Regions from separate parts of the Pan troglodytes genome. Here region 2 is linked to region 1. A link is a contact called in public capture Hi-C data. All regions are on one chromosome and are shown on one strand. Each heading gives the region's core, a stretch centred on a gene start, on an enhancer-like site or on the middle of the called end of the contact. The rest is flanking DNA. Distances are from core to core; before and after follow the strand shown. Region 1 overlaps RAB7B (RAB7B, member RAS oncogene family). Region 2 overlaps SLC41A1 (solute carrier family 41 member 1).

Region 1 (3,777 bases), core at 162-2,661:
TCACAGTTTCCGCAGTGGCTCCAGCTTTCCCCACCCATCCACCCCTCAAACACTCCCGCTCCAGAACACACATCTCCGCAGACCGGCCACTGACTGGAGTCTGGTTACATCCTCCTGTGGACAGACCTTCCTCACCCGCTCCCACCTCACACCCCTCAGCCACAAGCAAAGCTTTGGACAATGGCACAGCTCAGCCTCCTTCAACGAGCAGACTAAGGAGTAAAGGTCTGGACCCCACGTGCTGGGCCCACCTCAGCTCCTGGCAGAAGCTGTCGTGCCTGAGACCCCCTCTGCTCCCTCCAGGGTAGAAGACTGAGGGAGCACAGGAGAAGCCACAAGGGACCATGGCTCATTCCTCCTTGCTGGGTGCTCAGGCAACTCACATAAATCTCTGAGTCTCAATTTGTTTATCTGTCCTGTGGGGGTGAGATGTGCCTTGCCTGTATCACAGTGTGGTTTTGAGGACCAGAAGCTGTGCTTAAATCCAGTAGCTGTTGTCAATATGCATTTATTTACTTCTTTGACAAGTTTATTTTTGCGTATCTACTATGTACGATGCATTGAAGTCCAGTGACAAACAAAACATAGGGACTCTGCCCTCCTGGAGCCGATATCTGGTGAGGGAGAGACGCAGACTCTAGACAGATATTTCCAAATAGCAGGTAAGTGCTATAAACAAAGGGAAACAGGGTAATGGGATAGAGTGACAGGGGCTGGGATGAGTTGCTATTTTAGATGAAGTGGTCCAGGAGGGCTTCCCTGAGGAGGTGGCATTTGGTCTGAGGGCTAGAGAATGAGAAAGCAGCTGTCACCTGAGAGCTGGAGAAAGAACATTCCAGGGAGAGGGAGCATCAAGACCCAAAGCCCTGAGGCAAAAACAAGCTTGCCATTTTCCAGGAACAGTGAAAGGACATCCATTGACCTAATACTCAAAGCTGCTGTCCCAAAGACAAAGCAAAGGGGACCCAGCTCCCTTGGGTGGCTCCTAGATGCTCTGCTGCCTGACCACCAGAGGGCAGCAGTGCTCCTTCTCTTCCAGGCTGAGCAGAAAGTGGATGCTCATGAACGTTTTAGGAGCTGGGGTTTTGTCCTTCAGATGCTCAAAGCTTGTTCATGGGCTTGGAGGCATGTTTAGCCCTTTGGGATTTGTAAGGCAGAGAATTCCAATTTCTTAAGCCTAGTAAGAAATGAGCAAAAACTTCAATATATATGACTCAGGCAAGAAATCAGCATCTGTGGCAAATACTAGAATGAGATGCAAGAAAGCTCACTGCAAGGAGTCTCCATCCCTGCAGATTCCAAGGCTGGAATCTTTTTCTTCTGGCTCCAGACAGCACAGACAGGGCCTAGCCTGGAGAGGGTGGACAAGATGTCCTCTCAGGGTCTTCAATGGCCAAGCCCATGCCCACTGCAGAATCTTTCTGTCTACCCGTAAGTATCCTTTCCTGAGTTCCAGGCAGAGCTGGGGATGTTAGCCTATGACTGTCATCTGACTTGGAAGGTACACCTAGTGGTCGGGGGGAGGTCAGCAGGGGAGTTTGGGAGCCACTTCTCCCCCCACGTGGCTCTGGAGTGTGAACTGGCTCATTCTGGACACCAGCATGGAGCCAGCACGGGAACAGGGGGGCAGCCTAGAGCACAAGCTCTATCTGTGTCCTTCAGAGCTCCTGGGAAACATGATGCGCCCTCATGGGAATGGCATTTTGCATATCACACAGGCTGTCCTGGGAGTCAGGCAGACTGGATTGTCACGTGCGGTGTGCATGCAGCAGCTTGTGCACTGCAGTGGACCTGTGGACCATTTCTAAAGGTGCACAACAAATAATAAATGTGTCCTTCTTTGTTTTTATCTTTTGTGCGACTTAGATTTTATATTTTTAAAAATACATCTACGTGGTTCGACATGAAAAAGATACTAAAGGGCAGACAACTAAAAGTGAACTGAGACTGGCTACATAATTTACAGAACCCGGTGCATAATGGAGATGCCGGGTCTCTTGTTCAGACATTATTGAGTTTCAAGACAGCAACAACAGAGCCTTCGATCAAGGATGGGCCCCACTGAGGGCAGGTCACTCATTCATGGAATCAATCCTTAGCAAACAATGAGTCTCAGACACACTGAAGCTAGAATGGAAAAGATTCTGAGTCTGCAAGAGCCAGAGCCATGCTCAGATTCAATACGAGTTCCAAACCACACATTTTGCACCTTCTTCAGACTCAGGAGCCAGGACAGAATGTTCCAAAGGCAGGGTGGGGATTGCAGGGGCTGAGAACCCACAGCATCCGTTCTGTCACAACCAGGGGACACCTTGACCCATCCCCCAGGCAGAGGAAACTGAGCCAACAATCAGGGCCACATAGAGGTCCTCCCTACGCACCACCCCCCATCCCACTCCCACCCTGCTCCCAAGTCTGGGACTGGCCCTCAGTGTCCACCCCAACAGGTATAGGAATTGGCAGAGGGAGGCAGCATCTGGAGGCTTTGACTTCAGGCCGGGACAAGTGGCACCCACTGGAGCCTGGTTGGGGGTGTACAGGCAGCGCTTCTGGGGTCCTTCATCACCATCCCTGTAAAGAAGAGGGCCAGGATGAATAAGACCACCCCGTGCCCCGCACAGCCCCACTGCGAGGCACAGCTCCAGGCTGCCACTGAGCAACAGATAATCCAGGCCAGGGCTCTGGGTGGCACACGCCCTTGGGCCTTGGGAAAAAACAAAACCAAATCTTATCACCAAATAAACCTGGGCTGGGCCTGGGTGGGTGCCAAACCGCCCACGGGGATTTTGGGAAATGCTGACTGTTCCTGCCATTTGCTCCCACTCAGCAGAAGTCCCCAACCCTCACTGAGTGTTTGGTGGCCTGTCCTGTCCACCAGCCACAGGCAACGCCTCAAGCAGGTCCCTGCAAGGTCAGGCACCAGGCAGCACCCATGGCGTGGGAGTCCTGGGACCGCACAGTCCAATGGGGTCCACAAAACAGTCACGCCGGCAGTGACACCGGACTGGCTGAGAGGTGTGTGGCAGCCTAGCCGTGACAGTGGGCTGTGCGCACTCCGGGAGGCTCCCTAGGTGCGATGGGGATGGGCCAGGCTAGGCAGGAAGTTGAACTCCTGCAGAGGGTCAATGGCCCGTACCAAGATTGTGTACGTGTCTGAGGGTGGTGTGTGTTGTGTGTGGAGGGTGGGTGGTATGTGGTATGTGTGTGTCTTTGATGTGTCTGTGTGTGTGTGTGGTATGTGTATGGTGTGTGGTATGTGTGATGTATATGTTCTGTGTGTACAGTATGCTGTGCGTTTGCGGTATGTGTGTGGTGTGTGTGTATGATGTGTGTTTGTATGTGGTGTGTATTCGTGGGGTCTCTGAATGAGGGTGTGGGTGGGTGGGTGTAGGTGGCATGTGTGATGTGTGTGGTGTGATGTGTGTGGTGTGTATGTGGTGTGTGGGTATGCGCATGTGTGGTGTGTGTGGTATGATGTGCATATGTATGTGGTGTGCATGTGTATGATGTGTGGTGTGTATGTATGTGTGCATGCATGCTATATGTAGTGTGATGTGTATGTAAGTGGTGTGTAAGGTGTGGTGTGTGTGTGCATGTGTGTAGTATGTGGTGTGTGCATGTGTGGTGTGTGTGGTATGTTTGTGGTGTGAGTGCTGTGTGTGGTATGTGTGATGTAATGTGTGTGTACATGTTTCTGTTGTGTGTGAGGGGTGTGGGGGTAGTATGTGTGGTGTAATGTGTGCGTATGTGGTGTGTGGTGTGAGGTGTATGTATGTA
Region 2 (4,146 bases), core at 633-3,132, 180 kb after region 1:
CTGTCCTCTTCTTCACAGCCATCTGTTTCTCTCCTTCACAGACCATCAGTATTATCCCTTTCTTGTGTGTCTTTATAAAAGTAAACATATATTTTTCTTATTTCCTTCCTCTTTTTTACACACATGTAGTATACTGTACACACTGTCTGCACCCTGCATTTTTCATTTAAGTTTATCTTTGAGATCATTCCATATCAATACATAAAGAGAACAACACCCTGATTTTCTTACAGCTCCATCATATTCTGTGATACCCAGACCATAATTTTATTTCGCCAGTCTTGTATTGATTAACACCTATCCCTCCAGCCCCCTTACCCCCAGCTTTAGAAAGGTTGTGTTCGGACATCTTGGCAGGGGCGGGGCTGAGAATCAGCCATATGCTGTTGCCCTGCCGCAGTTAGCCAAGCTGCCACATTCCGTTGCTAGTGGGTTCCAGTGCAGCACGTGGTGGGAAGATGGGGGTGGATATGCCAGGGGTCTGTGGTGGAGGTTTTCAGCTCATCCCTTGGCCTGAATTGGAAAGGATGAGCTTCAGTGCCATCACCCATGATGAATACCCTGGAGACATTCTTGCCTCTGCTGTCCTCTCTAGATCTGTGGAGGGCCAGAGCGTGACACTTGATCCCCTGTAAAGGCTCTTATTGATCCCTTTGCCACCTCCTCCCAGCTGTGTGTCCTGGGGCCTGCTCAAGAAGCTGGAATGTGAGGACAGCTGCTACCATTCCCTTCCTAGGGCATGTCCCAAAGGCCTCCTGGCCATGCTCTTTATTTGGGACCCTTCTGCAGCTGCTGGAAAGGGTGTGAAGTTATGGAAGGTAGGGGAGCCAAGGCCGTGGTAGCACAAGACAGCTGTGTGCAGAGCAAGGGAGAATGTGAAGAGTCATCTCTGGCTTCCTTGGAGAGAGGGCAGGATTCTCTCAGGCAGAGCCTAAAATTTAAAAAAAAAGAGAGAGAGGACAGGAGAGCAACCAAGATTGCCTAAAAATAGGTATCAGTTCTGGCTTCTGGATCCCTTAAGGGCTGTGGTTCCCGCATCTGGATCCCTTAGGGCAGAATTTTCATACCACAGTATTTACAAAGTATAGTCAAGGGTAAAACCTCCCAGATGACTGACTGTATTGGAGCTTGACCGTCAGAATCTGTTTCATTCTCACGCAGATGCAGTCATTTAGGGAGCCCAAATGTCAGGCACTGTGCAGATTCTAGGAGATTCAGGCCTGCCCCACCGTGGTATTCTAGATCAAGGGCATCGCCAACTTAAAAGCGCATGTAAATCTTGTTAAATGCGGACTCTGACTCAAGAGGTCCAGAGATTTTGCATTTCTAACAAGCACCCAGCTGTTGTTGATGCTGCTGGTCCTGGACCCACTAGCGAGATTCTGATCTGAGTCATTCTTAATTATCTGTATTAATAGAAGGTAAGCAAGAACACAGATAAAATCAAAGCCACAGATCATGTCAAATGTATTTTGAATTGGTATGCATTGTCTGCTTTATATTAATATTGAGGTGACTTATTCACAATTCAACTTTATTAGGACTAATGTTAAAATAAACTTGCATTCTTTGAGCCCAAACAATGGAAAAGAAATGGAATGAAAAGCCACAACAACAGAATGAAAAGGGTCAGGAGGAAGCCAGCTTTGGATGATCATCTGTTACTTAAGACAACCGCCAGCAGCAGCTTCAAACACTATCCTTATACCACTCTGCCTAGAGAAGACATCCCTTTAGGAAAAGCTGACTCCAGCAGCCAGCCCCCTGCCATGCTCCTGGAAAGGCCAACATGGCAGGAATTGGAGTAACCCCAGAATGAGGTGACCCAGAGTTAGAGGCAAGAGGGCTGAGTTTCTGCAACAAGTAGGATTTAGGTCAGGAAGCTCCTTGTTTGGTAAACTTGGGAGCAGAATATAATGCTGATGTGGGTGACCCTGGGTCGTAGCAGCATCTTCCTTTCTAAAGAGCTCTTATTGTGCTTGTTGTCTGCTCAAAGTGGTAATTGTGGGGTGGAGAAACACAGAGAGGTTGCTGGGGTGGAAAGAGGAAGATTAAAAAGTAAGGATTGTGGCCAGCCAAGCCTTGTGATGCACTGAATGGGTCTGATCATGTGGCCTCTGGCTCCCCCTGGAGAGAGAGGATGGCTATAGGCTGGGCCCTTTTGTCTCCCCAGGTGCTGATTCTCCTGTACATCGCAGACTGGATGGTGCACTGGATGTGGGGCCGGGGCCTGGACCCGGACAACTTCTCCATCCCATACTTGACTGCTCTGGGGGACCTGCTTGGCACTGGGCTCCTAGCACTCAGCTTCCATGTTCTCTGGCTCATAGGGGACCGAGACACGGATGTCGGGGACTAGCTTGGTCACTCAACATTTTCCCCATCCCTCTGCACTTTCTATTTGAAATTTTTCTTTTGTTCCCCTGTCCCTCCTCCACCCCACACTCCCACCTCTTTCTAGGACTTCACTTTGATACCAAATTCTCATTATTTTCAATGGGAATTTTTATACATTGAGCCAAGTTTGTATAGCAAGAATTTGGGAAACACAGATGGCCTGAGATAAGCAGTACAAGTAGGTTTTTGAGACAATCACCAAGTGCAGTTTCATGGTGGGTGCCTCCAGGTGATGTGGACTGGAGCAGGGGAGTTTTGTCTGGAATCTGGGGACATGGGGTTTGGCTTTAGCAACCTGTCTTGGCCCTAATGAGAAACCCTTTGTAAGTGGGCTCTGGATTTTTGGTTTTGTTTTCTTTTTATCTGTTTTGTTTTATTTTTGGTTTTGGTTGAACAGAGGGACAGAAGAATAAGTAACACTCCCAAACACAGACATACTTTTGTAGAAGTGGACCAACTTCAAAGCTCTGGACAGGAGACAGCTGCTCCAGGCCCCTGTGATCCCAGCTCTGTTCTCTTGCCCTCTGGACCTAAGCGTTCCCACTCGCAGAAAGAGTAAGGTGGACTGACTTTTCAATTTGTGCACATGCCTCTTGTTCAATGGCCTGGTCAACATCAACAACCCCTCCCTCTGATCATTTCCAGTTGATTGTCATATCCAGGAAAAAATGGAACAGTGCACTCTTCTCCCTGTTGACCCATGTCCACCTATTGGTTCCCCAAAATCCACATTCTCCCTGGGCCCAGATGACTTTGTCTCCCTGGGCCCAGATTCTTTGTCTCTCTTCAACCTTCATCTCAAATTGTCTCTAAGCACTACCTTCCCCAGAGCTTGCCAGGTTGGGTTTTGAGATTAGGGACAGGTCATGGGTATGTGGAGAATGGTTTGGAGGTTGAGGACAACCACAGGTGTCTCATTGCTGCCATTTCTCCTGAGGACATAATCACTTGTTCACCTTGGACCCTGTCACTTCCTAAAATTACTCATTCTGTCATGCCATAGAGGTCAGTTTTCCTCTTTCTTGGCTTCTACCCACAAACATTCACCAATCATTTATTCGTTCATTTAATATGCAGCCTCCGCAAGATGAGCTCTCCTGCAGACAAGCATGGTCTGAAACATTCTTTGAGCAATATTTATTGAGTGCCTACTATGTGTTAGGTACTGTGCCAGGCACTGATAAGCCAGTGGTAAGGGAAACACAGCTCTAACCTCACCTCATTCTCCAGGTTACAAAGGCCATGTGCCCCTTTGAATCTGGCAGAGAAAGTTTCCTCGTTGTAAGTATTTGCATCTACTTCAAGCCAGATTCTTCTGCCTCTTTCTCCTTTCCAGACCCCTACTCTGTGCAGTGCTGACCACAGCTAGAGCCACCGCCCCATTGCTCAACCAGTATTTATTTCCCTAAACGGCCCTTCCTCACATTCCCTTCCCTCCACCTCTCCTTACCAAGCACCCAAAAGAGGATTTAGAACTAGCAGGGTGGACATCATCTGGTTGTTTCTACTTTTCTCTGCCTAGCACAAAATTGGGAGAAAACTGGAGCCTCCATCCGCAGTCACACGTGTACAGATCTGGGGATTTGGATGTAGGCTTTTTCTAACTTCTCTCTCAGAAGCTTCTACAGAAACCCTTCGATCTGTAGCCTCAAGGGCCCACCTCCAATGGAAGGTTTAGGCAATGATCCTGTTTCTACAACACTGCACCTTATCCCAGGAACCTGCCCTAGACCTCCAGAGACCATATTT

Evidence for each region. Capture Hi-C pulls out chosen DNA fragments and counts their contacts.
Region 2: a contact with region 1 is called in a capture Hi-C map of stem cell-derived neural stem cells, with 6 times the contacts expected there. The contact joins two enhancer-like sites. A contact is called at or near these places in 3 of 7 Hi-C or Micro-C datasets (blood, induced pluripotent stem cells and stem cell-derived neural progenitor cells) and 1 of 1 other capture datasets (stem cell-derived neural stem cells).

What each region holds. Positions count from the first base shown.
Region 1 is chr1:43,102,705-43,106,481 of NHGRI_mPanTro3-v2.0_pri, forward strand. It overlaps RAB7B (RAB7B, member RAS oncogene family), which reads left to right. Exons shown (of 6, transcript XM_016937348.3): 6 at 1-1,849. Among named protein-coding and RNA genes, the nearest start is that of RAB7B, 27 kb to the left of the region's middle. Within about 2 kb of position 1,412, at least 8 of the 24 cell types and tissues checked have an H3K27ac peak or open chromatin away from gene starts, as enhancers often do. A contact at or near this core is called in stem cell-derived neural stem cells, where this site is marked.
Region 2 is chr1:43,286,534-43,290,679 of NHGRI_mPanTro3-v2.0_pri, forward strand. It overlaps SLC41A1 (solute carrier family 41 member 1), which reads left to right. Exons shown (of 11, transcript XM_016937334.3): 11 at 2,174-4,146. The coding sequence ends at 2,359. Among named protein-coding and RNA genes, the nearest start is that of RAB29, 16 kb to the right of the region's middle. Within about 2 kb of position 1,883, at least 7 of the 24 cell types and tissues checked have an H3K27ac peak or open chromatin away from gene starts, as enhancers often do. A contact at or near this core is called in stem cell-derived neural stem cells, where this site is marked.